Linked DNA regions of Mus musculus: region 1 is linked to region 2. The links are chromatin contacts, called in public promoter capture Hi-C maps. All regions are on one chromosome and are shown on one strand. Each heading gives the region's core, a stretch centred on a gene start, on an enhancer-like site or on the middle of the called end of the contact. The rest is flanking DNA. Distances are from core to core; before and after follow the strand shown. Region 1 holds the start of Gphb5 (glycoprotein hormone beta 5). Region 2 overlaps Prkch (protein kinase C, eta).

Region 1 (3,704 bases), core at 1,048-3,547, 1.7 Mb after region 2:
TACATATGTGCATAGGCACACACACATACACATGTGTGTGTGTGTACACCTATAGATGACAGGCAAGCCAGCTCAAGATGAAATCCAGCTTCAATATTATAAAAACAGAGACCTGTCCTTCTCAAGGGCCGGGAGGAGAAGTTCCGTTTCTCTCTCCATTCTGTCTTCTGACTCTCAGCATTCTGGGATTCTAGAAAAATTGCGTACTCAATTAACTTTGTATTTCAATTTTTTTATTTTATAAATCTGTCTCATGCAATATTTGGGGTGGGCTTAGGCCAAAAAAATTGTGTTATTGATCTGAATTCAAATTTATCTGAGTCCCCTAACTTTTTTTTTTTTAATTTCACTTCACTTCAGATTGTGGGGAGGGTCTGAGGTGGAAGGGGGTTAATGGTGTTTTGAGTTGGTTGGTTGATTTCGGTGTGGGGAGGTTCTTTTGGCTTTAATTTTGCTAAATCTGCCATCTTTGAAGCTCAGGTCACTGAGACGTCACCATTTTCAGCAAGAGTCAGCTCAGCTGGACACCACGAACACTTTCTAGTTAAGCCAGCTTTGAGATGTATGCACCCACTCTAAAAATGAAAGTCCAGACAGAACTGGGTATAAAGGGACAGACCAGATCTCACACTGGACTGGGACAAAGGGAAAACAGTCGTGGCAGAGCCTGGGACTACGCCTCTCTCAGCATGCAGCTTCCGGGTTCTTCTGGGTAACTGCCTGACTTCCTCACAGCTGAGAAAATACAGGAAGGAGATGTGGTCACAGGTTTGGACCAAGAATTCATTTCCAACTTTGCACTGACTCTCTCTGACTTCGAAGCCATTCCCTCTCGACTCCTTTCCTGTGATCTCTACAATGGGTAAATAGTAGCACCCACCCTCCTAGGGATGGCTCCCAAACAGAACCATGGAAATTACATTACCAACCTCAACAGTCCTCTGGAAAAAACCATCATCATGGTTTTCAGACCATATGGAAGAAGCCAAATAATTGTGTGATCAGCTTTTTAGAGCCCAGAGGGCAGGGCAGGTATGCCAGCTTCCCCTCCATCGTGAAACTGTGAGCTTGAAATCAAGGCCCTGTCCCCGAGGACACTGCCACCCAAGCCCCTTGGACTACTCACCTCCCAGGTCTCGCAGCGGCCCCAGCAGGCATCTGTGGTGATCCGAAGTCCCCTGCAGCCTGGCTTCTTGGCCATGAAAGTGAATTCCCTCACAGCACAGCCCACAAAAGTGTGCAGGTTCCCACTGGAGCTGCTGAGGACAGAGTCAGGGCCACCCAGGAGAAGGAGGGCCACTGCACCAAGGACAAGGTATACCAACTTCATGCTATTTCCCAGGAAGAAAAGGAAACAAAGTTGAACATAACCAACTGCTCACGGTGGTGCTGCCCACCACTGTGGTGGCCCCTCTCAAAGAGGCCTTGCTCTTAGCACTACAGGAAAAAAAATGAGCCCAGGAATTGTCCAACTCCAAGAGCTCCCTAACTAGTGGATAGTCAATAGTTCTCTCTAGATACCCTACCCTCAAAGCAGTCTCAGGCTTTCCCTTGGTGAACTCCTGGAGCTGATTTATACATAAAAGGAATTTATCCCGATGAAAAATAAGAGGCACACCAAAAGAAATGTAGAGCCTGAAATAGCACACATCCCTTCTTTTTACCAGGTCCAGCGTATGCAGGTGTCACGTTAGAGCTTAGCACATATATGTGCTTTCAGTGTCATAAATGGGCAATGAATGGGAGAGGAAGATAAGTACTAATAATGGCGTGTCCTGGGTGTGTTGTGGCTAACCCAACCTACCATACAGGAGGCATTATAAAACCTGGTGCCTGGTGTGGTAGCCACTCATAAAATGTTTTCTATGCCCCATAGATTACCTCTGCCCTGCGTTATGCGAAATCTCAAGCTGTGGCTCAGTTTAAAAGCAAACAATGGAAAGAGCATTACATCCTCCTATGAAGTCTGTTCTTGATCCTTTCTGGTTAGTAGCACACGATGCTTGCCCACTGCACAGAACACACATGGACGTCACATGTGTATCATGTTCCAAGTCAGTGCCACTCAAGGAGAGCTATATTTCCAAAGCTGTACCTTCAGTTCCTACTGGTATGGGATGCTGTCATACAGACACCATGGGCTTCTGCTCAGGAGGAAGGACGTGAGTGATGGAGAGACACTTACCTGACCTTGCTGGAATCAACTCTTCTTGGAGAGCTGACACTTGTACCCCAGGCTTTCAAAAGTTGCAATGAGTGGAGAAAGTTCACTCTGGGTAAGTGTCTCTCCTTTCTGTTATCAGGCTGCCTGATTATTCAAATATATAGGGAAGGTATTGTCAATCAAAACAGAAGAGAGGCAGATCCTTACAGGAACTACTGAGCACATCAAAGCCCCGGAGTATGAAGCCAGTCTCTATTTTCCAAAACTGATTCACTTCAAGGGTGGTGTTTTGTTTCTTGACATCACCGAATGAAACAGAAAGTTGCCTTGGTGGGGGTGACATAATCCCGGGGAGACAGTCAGAGGTAGTTAGTTCACCTGGTTCTTGAGAAGAAGCGCCCAGGGACAAATAGATCAGAGTTTCCCTCATAGTAACCATGGCCTGCCTTTGAGACAGTAAGCCACTGGCAGCTTCTGGCAAGTCTCTTCCTTATACTTACTACACTGAAAAACAGCAAGACAATAATTCTTACCTGGAAACAACATGGCATACCTACTGACAGACAAAAAAAAAAAAAAAAAAACTTTGAAAGTCTTAAAAATCATTTGACTAGTAACATTAACAAAATCTTTAAATGAATCACTCAGGCAAATGCAGAGATATTGGAAATAATTAGCTTCATATATGGGAATTAAAGACGACTTTAAAATTTTTTCTATATACTTTTAGGGATTATTTTTTTTACATGAGTCAGGTTTTTGTTCAAGAAAGTCAGCTAGTATTATGCTTTTAAAATTAAAGTAAACCAATATTTATCTATATGTGCTGCATCGAAAGACATTCAATGATGCTTTCATGAAAATGTCTTATATTTCTGGTCCTGCTGAACCTAAAACAGCACAGTCCTTCTTCTGACCAGTGGCATAGTTTATATTCTATTCTACAATAACAGCATGGAAACGGATTAGAAAGCTACTTGTCTGTAGCCCTTCTTCTGGGTGTTCTAAAAAGTAAATGAAGCAGACATCTGTGCCCTCGGGAGTTTACATTTCACAGCAAATCACGACATACCCAGAGAGGTTCGAGATGCATATTAAATGACCGGTGACACAAAATAAAGAAATTAAAGTATGTCCATTTTCTACACAGAAAGATTATTTTTCTTTTCTTTTTTAATTGGACATTTTCTTTATTTACATTTCAAATGTTATTTCCTTTCCCAGTTTCCCCTCAGCAAACCCCCTATCCCATCCCCTTCTTACCATGCTTCTATGAGGGTGCTCCCCCACCCACCCACCCACTCCCACCTCACCACCCTAGCATTCCTCTACACTAGGCATCAATCCTTCACAGGACCAAGGTCCTCCCCTCCCATTGATGCCAGATAAGGCCCCTTCAATCCTTCCCCTAACTCCTCCTTTGGGGTCCCTGTGCTCAGTCCGATGGTTGGCTGAAAGCATCACATCTGTTTTGGTCAGGATCTGGCAGAACCTCTCAGGAGACAGCTATATCAGGCTCCTGTCAGCAAGTACTTCTTGG
Region 2 (4,048 bases), core at 387-2,886:
ACTGTAAGGTCAAGGCCAGGCTGATTTATATGAGTTCTAGGCTAGCCAGGGCTTCATAGAGTGATCCTGTTGAGAAATAAACACAGAAGTTCAGGGATGAAAATCCTTAAGAGCACGTTTCTCTAGATCTCTGGTTTGTAGAAGAATAGTGAGGCTGACCAAGGATGTCATGTGTTAGAAGGATGTGAGTGCACTCTAGCCTTAGAGTCTTAGGTCCTGTTCTGTTTCTGTGACTGGTTTCCTATCATAACCCTCAAACTATTTAGAGGGTCAAGAACCTCTAAATAGTCCCAGCTCAAGGTATGGTCCTGCGGACCACTGACCCACCACTGTACTGGCTTCATTCTCTAAGGTGGTCTGACAAGCAATTACAACCCTGCTCTGGCTGGTGCCCTTTCTTTCTCCCAGCATGAGATTGCTGGGGAAATTCCCATTTCTTTGGGAGTGCATTGTTTCTATAGTCTGATAGTCAGATTGTGAGACAGACAGACACACACACACACACACACACACACACACACAAGTAAATGTAATAAATTAAAAACATATCTGTTAAATACACATGCATACCCCTAACATCTTCTTCCACCTCCTCCCTCAACAAATAGATTATTAAAACTGATGGTAGCTTACAAAGTTAACAGGAGATGTCCAACAATACTCATTTTTATAAAAACAAAACAAACCAAACCAGATAGAGGCTTTCCAGAGTGCTGCTGTTGTTGAAGTTTGTCCTTGCTTTTGAAACAAATATTGTCTTCCATGGTCACCGCGTTACTTACGCTTGCTCTGATCTGTGCTAAAATGCCAATAATCATGATGTATATGGAAAAACGCATAGTTTGCATTGAACTTTGAAGGTGTACCTGCGATTTGCTTATTTACCTCCACAAAGGAAGGCTGGAGGATGTCCTCAAGGAGCCCCAGAACTTAGAAGGGAGGTTGCCCAGCTCAGAGGTACAGAGTCAGCAGCTGTGAGGGATCTCCTGGCTGCATGCTAACTAACTCCGATGAGGTCAGCATCTTGCCGCTGAGCTCACACAGGTGTTAGCTAAGTGCTGAAAGGACTTAGCTTCTCCTGAGTCACCTCTTGCCAGTTCTGGAAGCATTATAGTCTTGGCATCGGCAGGAGCTTATCAAGAGCTTTTGTTCCCGAGCTTTGTAGAAATGACAGCGTATGTACACATGTGGGTTTATCTGTCGCTGAAAATGATCAGATTTCACCACCCGTGCTTTGTGTGCTGAATCCCTGCAGGCCCCTGCTACAAAGAGAACCACTGTGAATTCTGGTGCCCTCCCCAGCCATGACTGAGGCCCTGTCTGTGGACAGGAAGCTGTCTGGGGCGCAGGGACAGTTACCATCTCCCTTTCCCACGCCTCTCTTGATGGAGGTTGGACAGCTCAAGGGGGTGGCTAAAAGGAGATCAGCCAGGAGAGGAGAAGGAGGGAAGGTGGGGCTAACAGCTTACAGGGACTCCAGTCCCAGGCCACCAGGGTGAGTTTTCATATACTGTTAAGGGGAACAGAACATCCTAAAAATGGCTGCCCCAAAAGAGAGGTGGTTAGCGTGCCGACAGACAAGCCCTTCTTCAGGACTGGAGTTTCTAAAGGAGGAAATGATCTGTCTGCAGCCTCTCATGGCAGCTTCTGGCGGGATCTTCCTTCTTCTTCATAGAACGTTCATTTCCTGAGAACAGGGCTTCTTGGATTGTATTTGCAGGAAGTTGTGTGAACGACTTCCTGTCTCCCTCTTGTTGTTTCCAGCTGGATTTTTCACACCACAGGTCTCTTTAATCTCCCCCTCCAGCTCTCCACCTAGGAAAATAAACCTATCAAAGGTTCCGGGGCGTGAGAGTGCGGACTCTGGGTGACTTTCCTAAACCAGCCTCCCCACTCAGAAGCACTTTCTAAGATGGGAAAATCCTGAAGGAAGCAGGAATCGTCTCCTGTACACATTCTTTGCCAGCTACCAGAGATCTGATTTTTTTTTTTTTTTTTTTTTTTTTTTTTTGCAGTTGATTGTTAGCTGTGGTTTGGATACCAAAGATTTTACACACACACACACACACACACACACACACACACACAATCAAGGAGAGTACTGACAGAAAAGCCTCCTCAAACACTGTCTTCTTTACAGTAGCCACTCTTAAGGATGACACCCAAACAGAAACGTTTGTGTGACTTGGGATAGCAGCAGCAGGGAGCCTCCTTTTTCTTGCACACTTGAAAGATAAAGAACCTAAAAGTGAGTGGGTAGGGAGATGGGGAGGTGGCTGAGAAGAGTTGGGGGAGGAGAAGAATATGATCAAATATGTTGAATGAAAAAAATCTAATAAAAATATAAGAAAGTTACCCGGGAGTGGTAGAGTCTGCCTCAGGGGTCACCATGTTTGACCCTGGCTCCTGGAGCATTGGCCAACATGGATAGTACGCGTAAGTACAAACACATGACTTGGGGTTCCACCTGAGACACCTCTGACCTATATTTGTCCCACCCTACACATGGCCTGAGTGAAGTTCCCAAGGTGGTCTGGGGTTCAGGAAAAGCTGTGTATATGAAACACAGGCCAGGCAGAGTGCTGGCCACCCCGAGGGATCAGCAGCGTGCATGCAGAGGCTGCTGGGTTCTGATGGCCATCGCAGGCTGGGGGCACAGCCAACATTCTGCTGCAGATCGAGCACAGTTCCTGCCCTGTGGTGGGGACAGGAAGGACACGGGGCACTGATTGTACTGGATTTTGATAACAGAAAAATGAAACAGAGTGCACTGTGCCTCTGGGGATTGTTCTCCGAAAATCCTGGTAGGCCAGTCAGTTGTAACCAGCCAGGCAAGGCGTTACCTCGGGGGCCATTCCTTCAGCCACAAGGTTGGGAATTTTGCTGTATCAGAGTACTTGCTCTTTCTTTCTCTTTCTTCCTTCCTTCCTTCCTTCCTTCCTTCCTTCCTTCCTTTCTTTCTTTCTTTCTTTCTTTCTTTTTTCTTTCTTTCTTCCTTCCTTCCTTCCTCTCTCTCCCTCCCTCTCTCTCTTTATCTCTATCTCCTGCTCTCTCTCTCTCTCTCTTTCTTTCTTTCTTTCTTGATAAAATAAAGGTCTCACCCAAAGAGAAAACAGCATTTGCATAGAGAAAATAGCATTTGCAGCTGAGGATATATACTCAGGTTCACAGTGCCAGCTCCTTTCTTCCAGAATGCCAATGACAAGTGTAGGAAGAAAGGTGAAGGTTATGGACTTTAATATTGACACCAACCATAGGATGCAAGCCTTGCCTCCCATCCATTTCTGCTTCAGACATCTCCAATGAAAGTTCCGTTCCCAGCAAAAGCTCTTCCATCATTTAATGGCAAAGAAGGAAGGGAAGGAGAGGAAGAAAAGAGAAAAGGAGGGGGTATCTGTCTTTAAGAACTTATTTTGCCTTTCCTTATGATAAGTTCCCTCCTCCATCCCCCTGAGTGTGCTTACGTCTCCCACCTAAGCTGCCTGACTGGGCAACAGCCTTCAGCGTTTGAAAGCATGAGCACAAACTTTTTCACTTCTAACACATCAGCCTTGCGTGGCTTGTAATAAAATCAGGTGTTTAGACTCAAAGATGCGTCAGGTTCATAGAAAAGCAATGGCTTTGCTTTCCTCTCTCATCGAACCTGCTCATGGTACACACCTCAGCTACTTCATCGGTAGCAGTGAGAGGGTGCCATGTGGACCCAGAGAGGTTACATACCAAGCCCTGTCAATTGCCATTTGTGATGTTCAAGGGTTAGGCCGTGATTCCTACCAATCCGCACACTCCTCTCCAATCCGGAATCCACGGGAGACCTCTGGTTGCCTCCAGAAGAGGTGCAACAGTGATCCAGAGCAAAGGTTTCCGGTGTCACGTGTGCCTGGTTATGAATTCCCCACTCTACCACTTCCAGACCATATGGACAGATTACACATGGGCCTCTTCCTCGGTTTTACAACTGTAAAAGTGAGAGTTTTCCTTCCCATTCCCAAGCTCCCAAAATAATGACTTTAAGACTCAAGTTATATTTACAAATACCTTGGTCATA

Evidence for each region. Promoter capture Hi-C pulls out the DNA fragments that hold promoters and counts their contacts.
Region 1: a contact with region 2 is called in a promoter capture Hi-C map of liver, with 3 times the contacts expected there. The contact joins the promoter of Gphb5 here to the enhancer-like site in region 2. A contact is called at or near these places in 5 of 39 promoter capture datasets (embryonic stem cells, hippocampal neurons, liver and 1 more) and 1 of 115 datasets of contacts at active chromatin or transcription factors (microglia).

What each region holds. Positions count from the first base shown.
Region 1 is chr12:75,414,484-75,418,187 of GRCm38.p6, forward strand. It overlaps Gphb5 (glycoprotein hormone beta 5), which reads right to left and starts at 2,298. Exons shown (of 3, transcript NM_175644.3): 1 at 2,186-2,298; 2 at 1,127-1,331. The coding sequence starts at 1,330. Gm34613 (a long non-coding RNA gene) reads left to right here and starts at 1,608. Exons shown (of 4, transcript XR_381695.3): 1 at 1,608-2,276.
Region 2 is chr12:73,763,680-73,767,727 of GRCm38.p6, forward strand. All of the region lies in intron 12 of Prkch (protein kinase C, eta), which reads left to right. Among named protein-coding and RNA genes, the nearest start is that of Gm34189, 16 kb to the right of the region's middle. Within about 2 kb of position 1,637, at least 35 of the 459 cell types and tissues checked have an H3K27ac peak or open chromatin away from gene starts, as enhancers often do. A contact at or near this core is called in liver and microglia, where this site is marked.